Regions from separate parts of the Arabidopsis thaliana genome. Here region 1 is linked to region 2. Evidence: chromatin contacts called from public capture Hi-C data. All regions are on one chromosome and are shown on one strand. Each heading gives the region's core, a stretch centred on a gene start, on an enhancer-like site or on the middle of the called end of the contact. The rest is flanking DNA. Distances are from core to core; before and after follow the strand shown.

What was found. Capture Hi-C pulls out chosen DNA fragments and counts their contacts.
Region 1: a contact with region 2 is called in a capture Hi-C map of seedling, with 2.6 times the contacts expected there. The contact joins the promoter of XTH4 here to the promoter of ELF8 in region 2. A contact is called at or near these places in 1 of 26 Hi-C or Micro-C datasets (root) and 1 of 3 other capture datasets (seedling).

Annotation. Positions count from the first base shown.
Region 1 is chr2:2,760,119-2,765,390 of TAIR10.1, reverse strand. XTH4 (xyloglucan endotransglucosylase/hydrolase 4) reads right to left here and starts at 1,942. Exons shown (of 4, transcript NM_126666.4): 1 at 1,577-1,942; 2 at 1,007-1,107; 3 at 729-922; 4 at 1-300. The coding sequence starts at 1,772.
Region 2 is chr2:2,433,548-2,438,957 of TAIR10.1, reverse strand. ELF8 (binding protein) reads left to right here and starts at 2,271. Exons shown (of 24, transcript NM_126631.7): 1 at 2,271-2,510; 2 at 2,687-2,753; 3 at 2,842-3,036; 4 at 3,207-3,307; 5 at 3,504-3,557; 6 at 3,712-3,827; 7 at 3,924-3,987; 8 at 4,094-4,308; 9 at 4,523-4,610; 10 at 4,895-4,995; 11 at 5,094-5,186. The coding sequence starts at 2,370. It also overlaps the pseudogene AT2G06220.

The DNA.
Region 1 (5,272 bases), core at 693-3,192, 330 kb before region 2:
AGACGACGCCATTGTTCAGCGTCAAGGTCACGGAACTCTTTCTGATCCCACCACATGCGGCCTTGTGTGGCACAGTACTTGGCTTCCACAGAAGCTTGGCAACCATCTATGTGGAATCCTTTGTAAGATGCAACGAAAGGTGCATTGGCCCAATTGGTCTTCTCTAAACCGCCTCTCGTGGCCCAATCATCCGCGTTCCAAAGGCTTGAGTAAAGCTTCATTGGTTGGTTGAATGGGAAACGTACTCCTAGATCCTTAGCATTCTTGAACGTTCGGATTGGTATGTTGTCAACAAAGAATCTGATCAAAGAAAAATCAATTTTTAGTAAACCACACCGGTTTACAACACATGACTCTTAGAGTTTAGTTAAATTTTGAATACCCCACAATAAAGACTAATGAGTGAGTCACTTATGTTACCTATCCACGTAGTCTAGCTTATTTGAACATTTAGAAAATCTAAAAGCTGAAAAAGTCTACAACTTTTTGACTCAAGAGTCTCTGTCTAAGATAATCTTACAAGACCCCACTACTTTTGATAAGATCAAGATTTTTGGCCACCCCAAGGTTAAGAAAAATAATACTAATAATTTGAAACTGCACCGAATATGAAAAAAAAACAATAATTATCACTAGTAGGACCATGTTAATTCTGACAACTTTTCACTATATAATAATATACGAAAAAGTGTAATGTAAGTAAGTGTGAAGGATAGAATTATTCATACACGATCTGGTACATGTTCCAAAGGATTGAGTAAGTGTGATAAGCCTTAGAAGGATCAAACCAGAGATAGATTCGTTGTTCTCTGTTTCCCTTTCCTCCTGTGAATACATTTGTCTGTAATATAGCTGGTTGTCCTGTTCTGTTTCCAAGGAACTCAAAGTCTATCTCGTCATGCTCATTGTTGGTAGATGATAGCTTCACACAATTTATTTGTAATAAATATTGTTAATCATTTAAATTTGATCTAAGTATTATTAGTGACTAGTGAGAGAGACTTACATAGAAAGCTGTGACAACTCCGGCTGTGTCACCAGCTGGAAGCTTTATGTGCATACTAAAATGTCCAAACAAATATGACCCCTTTGATTGAAATCCTGTGCCTGTTTTTATACACATGTAACATAGTTAGTGAGTGAGTGTACCTAAGATCTTGGGGCCTAATGAAAGATAAAAGTAAGGTGTTTTATACATTTTTACAAAACAAATCCTAAATAAATTGATTTGTAAAATAATAGATATGACTAATGCTATTTACTTAATCTGTGAAATGAAATGTAGTTTTAAACTCAAGAAAATTTAGCCCTTAAAAATAATTATCACTAGTAGGACCATGTTAAATCTAAATATATTTTTACAAAACAAAGCCTAAATAAAATTTAAATATATTGAGTTGTAAAATAATAGAGATGATTAATGCTAATTACTTAATCTGTAAATGAAATGTAGTTTTAAACTCAAGAAAATTTAACCTTTAAAAATTAAGCTTTAGCCTATATACCAAATAAAAAATGGGAATATCAAAACTTGCATTGTGATCATTAGGCAGAGATTTGGTAATAGTAATTGTACCAGTGTATTTGTCGAGGATAAGCTGAAGTTCGGAACCGCCATTGAACTGTTTCTGGTGGTCAAAAGCCCAAGTTGGGACGTAGTTACGACCAAATGGTACATCAATGGCCTTGCGTGGAGGAATAGCCATTACCATTGTTGAAGAAACCATTAGAAAGAGAGCCATGAGAGCCCATGGAGATGAAGAAACAGTCATGGTTGTGTTTTAGAAAGAGATAGAGAGAAATGATGATGATGATGATGATGATGATGGTGAGAGAAGCTAAAGGGGTGTGGTTGGCTTTATATAAGGACGACTTGTTTCTTGGGAGGTTCTCTTTTTATTTACGATAATAATGTTTTAAAAATTCTAAATTTTTATTCAAGTTTCTCGGACCTTTCTATTATTTATTTTTGTTTTTAGTAGTTTTGTAACAATGGCTTACAACTGTAATATGGACATGATACGTACAGCTATACAGCTTTCACAATCAAACTCTTATTTGAATTTGAAGTATTATTTGGTAAAGAATGAGTATTAGTGATTCTAGTTTTGGTTAGAATTTTGTTACCCAATCTAAACAAGTAACCAATTCATTCAGTAGCAACCAAAAGCTTTTTGAATAATATTGTTGTTTTTAATTTTTCAATAGCGTGTTTTCATTTGTTCTGTGATTTCTGTATTTTCTGTCAAAAATTTAAAAATGATATGAATTTAACTTTTTACCAAAAAAAAAGTAACCAATTCATTAATAACATTTTACTTAGTTGCTTTGTAAATGTCAAAACATTAACTATTAGGAACTTGTAGTTTCATACTGTTTAGATAATTTTGTTTATTATCTAGATCGGATTAAGCAAGCATCTTGATCAAATTATATAATGAAAAATTAATACTAAGTGATCAACTTTCTTTTTTGCACAAACTTAATTATATTGCTCAAATGATGTTCTAACCATACAAACTTAGACATAGTTTTGCAATAAAATCAACCACAACATTAGATAACCGAGGAAAAAATTAGCACACAAAACTAGAAAAATAGTTGATATTTAATAGAATATCTTCCAAAATACTGTGAACTTCCCAAAAACATTTAAGTGATGAACTTATTGATAACGATAGCTAAAAATTGTTTTAAAAAAAAAAGTTTTGGTTTTCAAAATGGAAAACATTTCCAACATGTTATGGTATTCCAACTCTCTACTATCAAAATATTAGAAGATTACAAACCAGAAATGTAGAACTTTATCATACATAGAAGAAAAAAAAATGATATCTAAGCAAAATAATAGAAGTTCATTAAAAGGAAGGATTATTAAAAGTAATTGTCGGACACCACAAGGGTGGCTCCATGTGTCCTCTCTACTCTATGCGTTTACGATTATACATATATCATCATCTCTCTTCATTTATTTATGCGTTCATTTAATTATACCTGATTTCATTAATTATCTTTAATGTCGGAGCAAATTGTCACTTTTTTGTCCGTCCCCAGGTTCTCTCTCCGCCAATTATGGTCCAAGACTTTTTGACATACATACATTTTCTATATTTTTCTTTCTAAATAATTAAATCCAGAACATATTTTTAGGGTCCGACCTATGCAGGTTCTAACTATATTAAAATAAAAATTTAGTTTCTACTCCTATAAGTTTACTGTTTACAGAGATTCGTTGATTTTGCCCTATTTCGTCGATTTTTTTTTAAAATTATTATTTTTACTAAAATTTTATGGTTTACCACTTTTAATATTAAAAAATATACAAATTTTGGATTTGTTTGGTAAAAGTATATACTTTATACCAAATACTAAATTTTAAGAACAATTACAACTAACTAACCTAAATATGACGATAAAACACATATTAAATTATATTTTTGTAGGTTAAAAATGATAAAATCCACAAACTATTCAAAAAGAGGCAAAATCCACAAATGCCATCCAAAAAAATAGAAAATCCATAATTGATTCCTTTTAACATCAACCAATTAAAAATGAACTTAATTATTAATCTATTTCTTTTTAATAATATATTTTCTAAAATTTTAAAACAAATAAAAAAAATAGTAAAAGTTAAGTATAAATGTATTATTTTTTGTGATTTACAATTTCTTATTGTTCTAAACCAATAGTATTTAATTATTTTTCTTGAAATTTAATAAATGTTGCATTAGAAAATAATACAACATTTTCAGCCAATACACATAATTGTTAAGAAAAATATTTGATAGAAAAAAATAATAATAAGAAACAAAAAGAGTATTATCTTTCAGCCAATACACATAATTGTTATTTTTCTTCTTAATACAAACTTTCTTTTGTTTTGTCATCTGAATTTTTTAACTGAAATTTGCTGAAAAACCAAACTACAACACAATCCAAACAAGAAAAATTAAACGAATAGGCAAAATTAAAGTACTCGGAAACAAAACCGAAGGAAAACGAGAGTTCTCTGGGATCAAAGGCCTATGCAAGGAAAACATAAGTACTAAAGTTACAAAGCAAAAAAAATTAAACCGAAATCGGAAGAAATCGAAACCATATAGTAGGCAAACTAACTTTAATCCAAAGAAGAAAACTAGGACCACTCAAGCAAATCAACATTTTCTTTACAAGAACCTGTAAATGAAGATTACCATGGTTGCCTACTACCAATCGACCGATAACATATGTCCCCTCCTATCACAATGACAATTGTAATTACGCACAAAACAACTAAATATCTAATTTTATAGTGGTAGATTAAAAGAGATTTTGTAGGTTAGTACACGTGAGCTGCTCTAAAAATGTATGGATAACAGATTGATTCATGGATATGATATTGTAATTAATAATAGATAAAAAAAGATTAGTTTTATTATAGATATCTATCTTCTTATTTTATGATGTGTAAGAAACTAAATTTTGAAAGTATTTTGTGTTGAAATTAATTTTAATATTAAAGTATTTCATATTTTTATATCTTTTCTTACAAACTTACCTATAAAACCTATGATCACAAGATTGAAAGGGTTAAAATTGACCTTCCTAGAAATGATAGAAACTGTTAGCGAAAACTTGCAAAATGTTAGAGCAACTCCACCAATGGTTTCTAAACATAAATCTCTTATTTTAGAGAGATAAATTTTATTATAAAAAATATGTGGGTTTCTTGATTAGTGAAGAAATCATCTCCAAAATACCTTATATAAGAAATTTTGGAGAGAATTTCTAACCATTCAAGAAACCCACATAATTAAATAATATTATTTTTGTTGTTTTAATGTTAAGAAACTTATATTTAGAAACCATCAATGGAATTGCTATCAAGCCATGTATAGAATGTATTAACCGGCTTTGTCATTCTTACATTGTTTTCTATAATACATGGACATTAAGCAGGTTTCACTCTGTTGATTTGCTTAGATAAGATTTATCATGAAAAAATGTTTGTATATATAGATCAGATACGACATGATGTTAGACGCATAGATCTGTTTTATAAGCAAGTTTCATTGTGTTGCATAGATCAAAGAAGTGATATTTTATGAATCGATGCATGCATATCTTCCTTATGTTATTATAGTTGGGAATCTACCGAATGGAGACGTGGATTCAACTGCTGATTAAGTATTTTTTTGGTTTAAATATATATATATATATATATATATATATATATATTTTGTTACTATTCAGACATATACTAGAAGCTAATTTTGTTTTTATTAATGCA
Region 2 (5,410 bases), core at 1,022-3,521:
TCCAACGGGACACCTTTCATGCTACATTCTTTAAACTTATGCTTGCACATCCTTGGACAGTCCTTCTCTGCACGTACAGGGACTCTAAATTTCAGTTGAAGCTGTAGAATAGCCTCATAAGCCAGAATCTACAAATAACAAAACAATGTTTAATATCATAAAACCTGTACATTACACCTTATACTCATATAATGATCATAAATTACTTATCTCGAGAGGCACAATGAATCCACTGTAGCAAGGTTGAGCTTTTGGTTTCACGAAACCATCCACGTTCTTCATCATTTTCCTTATCCCATCCAAACATTCCAAGAAGTATTAACGGCCCCACAGAAACGTCTCGTACTCATCCAAACCGCCAACAATCCTTAAAAGAATCTCTTCTATGTTTCCATCATTCTTTGAGTTTGCTTTTACTACCTTGACCAGGAAGTACAACAGCACTAACTTCAACCTATCTGTACCGCTGCGTATCTTCTCGTACTTAGTAAGAACTTTTGAAACCTTTATCCCAGTTTCTTTTTTGAAGATCCTCTTCACAAACTAAGTATTCCCCATTGTCTTGAGTTATTTTGGGTAACTACGGCAATCAAACTCACTTAACAACGCATGCTCTTTAATGGAATACCTAATAGGTACTCTATTTACAACAAACCAAGCCTCCTAGAGCAAATCTGTCTTCACTGTGCGAAGCATAAGCACCCACATGCCTTGCATTTGGTGGTTAGGCTCCTGAGACATGTGGAATATACGCTTGAACTGTGGGTGTTTTCGAAATCATTTTGCTTCTTCTTTAAACCTTCTATCTATCATTGCCACTATCTGCGTGACTTGGCACCTACTGCTTATCTTGCACACTTTGTCGTATTCTGTAAAAGAAAAATACATGGTCTCTGGCGCCAGTGGCTGAGAATCATCTTCATCATCCTCCTCCTTTAAACTATCATTGCCAGCCTCATCTTCCTCATTTTCTTTACAAGTAACCTCATCATCCTCTGGCCCAGAATCATCATCCTCGGCCTCACATGTATCCTGCAACTGCGAATTCAATGAACATTGACCAACTGAACAATTTAGAGGTATCAAACTAACAATTCATATGTACTCATTGAACTAGTTCCATCAAATTACTTATATCAAACAATTGTCACATATGAACTAGTTGTATCTAAAACATTTCTAACTAATACTCAAACAAAACAAATGTGAGTCATAGAGATTCCAATGTATATACTTGACAATTAATGTTCTCTACTCCTTCTTTTGTTGTATTCACCATTTCCTCCTCCTCCAGCTCATCCCCATCACCTTCATTCGCTTCTAGGATTTCTATAAAGACAGCCTCAAGTAGAGGTTCTTTTGCAGTATGGGTTGGTGGTTATGTCTTACCCTTTTCAATATCGGCGGTTCCTTTAGAAGAAGCCTCATCACCATCTAGCGATTCCTCTATGGCCTCTTCAATTTCAGCAGTTTTTTTTGGAGTCTTATTCGCTGAAACATCTGTTTCAGCTGGTTCGGTCGGAACCTCTACGGCGGCATCTCCGTCGATCTCAATTTCTGAAGAAACTGTTTGTGATGTCGAAACTTCTTCGGACGGCCTCTCCGTCGACTCATATACATGGCCACCGGTACCATCTCTAACACGAGCCATCAAACTATTACACGAATCAAGAATTCGTCGAAAAATCGTGAAAGCCGAAAAATTAGGAATCTGATTTTGGAAGAATCTGAATTTTGTGAGAGCCGTTTTTTTAAAAATCAGGAATTTCACTTAAGTGTTTGGGATGAGTTTTGTATCGATGGACATATATCTTAATTGGATCGAATACTTTTTTGGGTCGTCTAGGTTTTAGTTTTTTACCAATTGTTTTGATTTTTTCTTATTTTTAGTTTAACAAAGAATTAAAAATTAGAAAAATGACATTCTTGATTTTTTTTTTTTGAGATAATGGCATTCCAACCATATATTCTATCATTTGACTTAAGACCGTTTCCGTTTACTAAAGATCGATATAAAAATTGGCTAAAGATTAGTAATTTAAATTTTTTGTTGTTTCAAGTTCAAAATCGCATTGCATATTTGGTAAAGGTTTACCATATTTGACACGATATGTGGGAAAAAAAGAAAGTAACACCGATCCAAAAAAGAAAAGGACTCTTACCTTAACTTTTTATTATTAACATATTTGACCCTAAAACTTCTTATCTGAGCTTATCAGACCAAACCAAGGTCACAAATAAAAAAGAAACAGATTTGTAATCGATTGTTCGATTCACTTCATCGTTGGCACACACACATACTCTCTATTCGAAAAATTCGCCACTGCAATTTCTTCTAGGGTTTCTGGTAATCCTCACTTAGCCGGGCAATGGCGAGTGTGTACATACCGGTTCAGAATTCAGAAGAAGAAGTTAGGGTTGTTCTTGATCAGCTCCCTCGTGACGCTTCTGATATACTTGATATTCTTAAAGCCGAACAAGCTCCTCTCGATCTCTGGCTCATCATCGCGGTTCGTTCTTTTCCACTCTAATTAGGTTCTATCTGGAATCGAGTTTTGTTGAGTTTTTCTTAGTTAATGGCTGATGGGTTTTGATTAACACTTCAAAAGTTAGTTGCTTTTGTGGCTGATTTGCTTAAAGATTGTTTTTTTTTCCAATTCTGATTTTGGTTTCATCTATGGTGAAGAGGGAGTACTTCAAACAAGGAAAAATTGAACAGTTTCGACAAATATTGGAGGAAGGGTCAAGTTCTGGTAAGCAGTTATACGATGATGCTGCTTCAATTTGTTCTAGAATTGGTTATTTCGAAAATATAAGTCCTTTTTGTTTCTTTTTGGCAAGACATTGACGAGTACTATGCCGATGTTAAGTACGAGAGAATAGCGATTTTGAATGCTCTAGGTGCGTATTATAGCTACCTTGGTAAAACTGAGACCAAAAACAGAGAGAAAGAGGAGCAATTTATCTCTGCCACACGATATTATAACAAAGCATCGAGAATCGATATGCATGAACCTTCCACTTGGGTTGGGAAAGGTACTACCAGATTCGTTTCGACTGATAAGTTTCTGTTGCAAGCAATTCCTATAACAATCTTTCTTTTCCGGTTCTCCCTGTACAATGTACGCTTTAAGAATTTGAAGGTTGTGATGATGCTCTATGTTTACTAAGATACAGAATCCTGAAATGTAATTGTCTGCTTACAGGTCAGCTCTTACTGGCTAAGGGTGAAATAGATAATGCTCTTCAGGCATTTAAGATTGTGTTAGACACTGCCCCTGATAATGTTCCTGCTCTTCTGGGTCAGGTATAATGACTTGTGATTTCATTTTCTGTCACTTAGCTAATAATTTGTAGGTAGGTAGATTCTGTATACTAGAATTTATTGGTGGTAGTAAGAATTTGATTCTGACGCTCTCTTTCTTACCAACCTAGGCCTGACACAGTATTAGTCTATTGTTTACTTTTCTGCAAATTAATAACTTGCTCTATCACGTATACAGGCTTCTGTAGAATTTAATCGTGGACGATTTTCTGAGTCATTACAACTATACAAGGTAAGCTTTTCCTTATAACCTACTATATTTCTGTATACCACTTCTTCATTTTGGCTGTAAATCTCATGGCTTTGATTGTTCAAGTGAACCATCTAGTCTATTTATGGAACAAATTGGTAGTATTTTGATTTGTCTATGTTTTGAATTCTTTTAGAGGGCCTTGCAAGTATTTCCCGGTTGTCCTGCAGCTGTGAGACTGGGAATTGGTTTTGTCGTTATAAGTTGGGGCAACTAGATAAAGCACGGCAAGCGTTTGATCGCGTTTTGCAGGCAAGTGGGACTGGGATGTTTATCTCATCTTCTTATGACATAGCTGACTGTATGCGTCAACAAATAGTGCTAATTACCATAATTCTATTTCTGCAGCTAGATCCTGATAATGTTGAGGCTCTTGTGGCACTTGGGATTATGGATTTGCAAGCAAATGATTGTAAGTATACCTCAGTTCTAAATCTTATGATAATGCGTGTGGGCTGGAAAGATTCTATTAACTTTACTTCTCTTTGGCCTTCACTGATGATATTACATATGTATAGCTATAGGAATGAGGAAAGGAATGGACAGAATGCAGCAGGCATTCGAGATTTATCCCTATTGCGCATCAGCCTTAAATTATTTGGCCAATCACTTTTTTTTCACCGGCCAGCACTTTCTTGTTGAGCAGCTGACTGAAACAGCATTAGCCGTCACAACTCATGGGCCAACAAAGTCACATTCTTTTTACAATTTAGCACGGTCATATCATAGCAAGGTTTGACATTTTTGTCCTCCCTTGTATATTCCATTCTTATCTACCCTCTGAGCTTGCCAGTGGAGGAAAAAATACGAGTAATAAATAATTTATTTGGGTTGTGATATATTTGAGGCGTTTTTTTCATTCTATGGGCTGTTATAGAAGAATGCATCTTTTTTTGTTTCCTTTGTGTAACCTTCCTTTCTGATGTCTGATGATGGTCTTGTTTTAGGGGGACTTTGAAAAGGCTGGGATGTACTATATGGCAGCCATCAAAGAAACTAATAATAACCCACACGAATTTGTATTTCCTTACTTTGGTAACTTTTCTCCACTCTTCTGCTGAATTCCCCTTAATTCTTCGGATGTTACCAATCTGAGTCATTACTCATTAGCAATGAAGATACTGCACCTTTGTCATTTATTTCCCTTTTAGCAGTAGAATATATGAAATGAGACCATCAATAATTAGTTCCAGTCTGTAAAACGTATGATTATGAACAAATTTGTGTATAATATCTCGTGCTTCAATTTCTAGTATTGCTCAGTTTGGATTGATGATCTTATATGTTCATTTAGTTTGATTTTTTTTTTTGTGTTGCAGGTTTGGGTCAAGTACAACTAAAGTTGGGGGAGCTTAAAGGATCTGTATTTAATTTTGAGAAAGTATTAGAAGTTTATCCTGACAACTGCGAGACTTTGAAGGTTAAATGACTGCAACCTTTTTCTTTATTGATCGTTCATTCTGTATTTCATCCTTTAAATATAAAATGCTTTATGTGCACGTTTCTTTTCTTTCTTAGGCTCTCGGGCACTTATACACCCAGCTTGGACAAAATGAGAAGGCCCTTGAGTACATGCGAAAGGCCACAAAACTTGATCCACGTGATGCCCAGGTTAGTTTGGTTTAACATAATTCTTAAGCCTGATCTTTCAAAAGGTGTTGATACTTGCATGAATTCTTTGGTTGTAGTTGTTATATAGTTTACCTTACTGTGGATCACTTTCGAGTGACACTTCCACTTTTGTTACCTAAATTGTAACACCAGCACACTTAGTCCAAGTAAGGAAGAAAAAACATAGTAGCAAGACATAGTTCTGCCATATATCTTGAGAATAC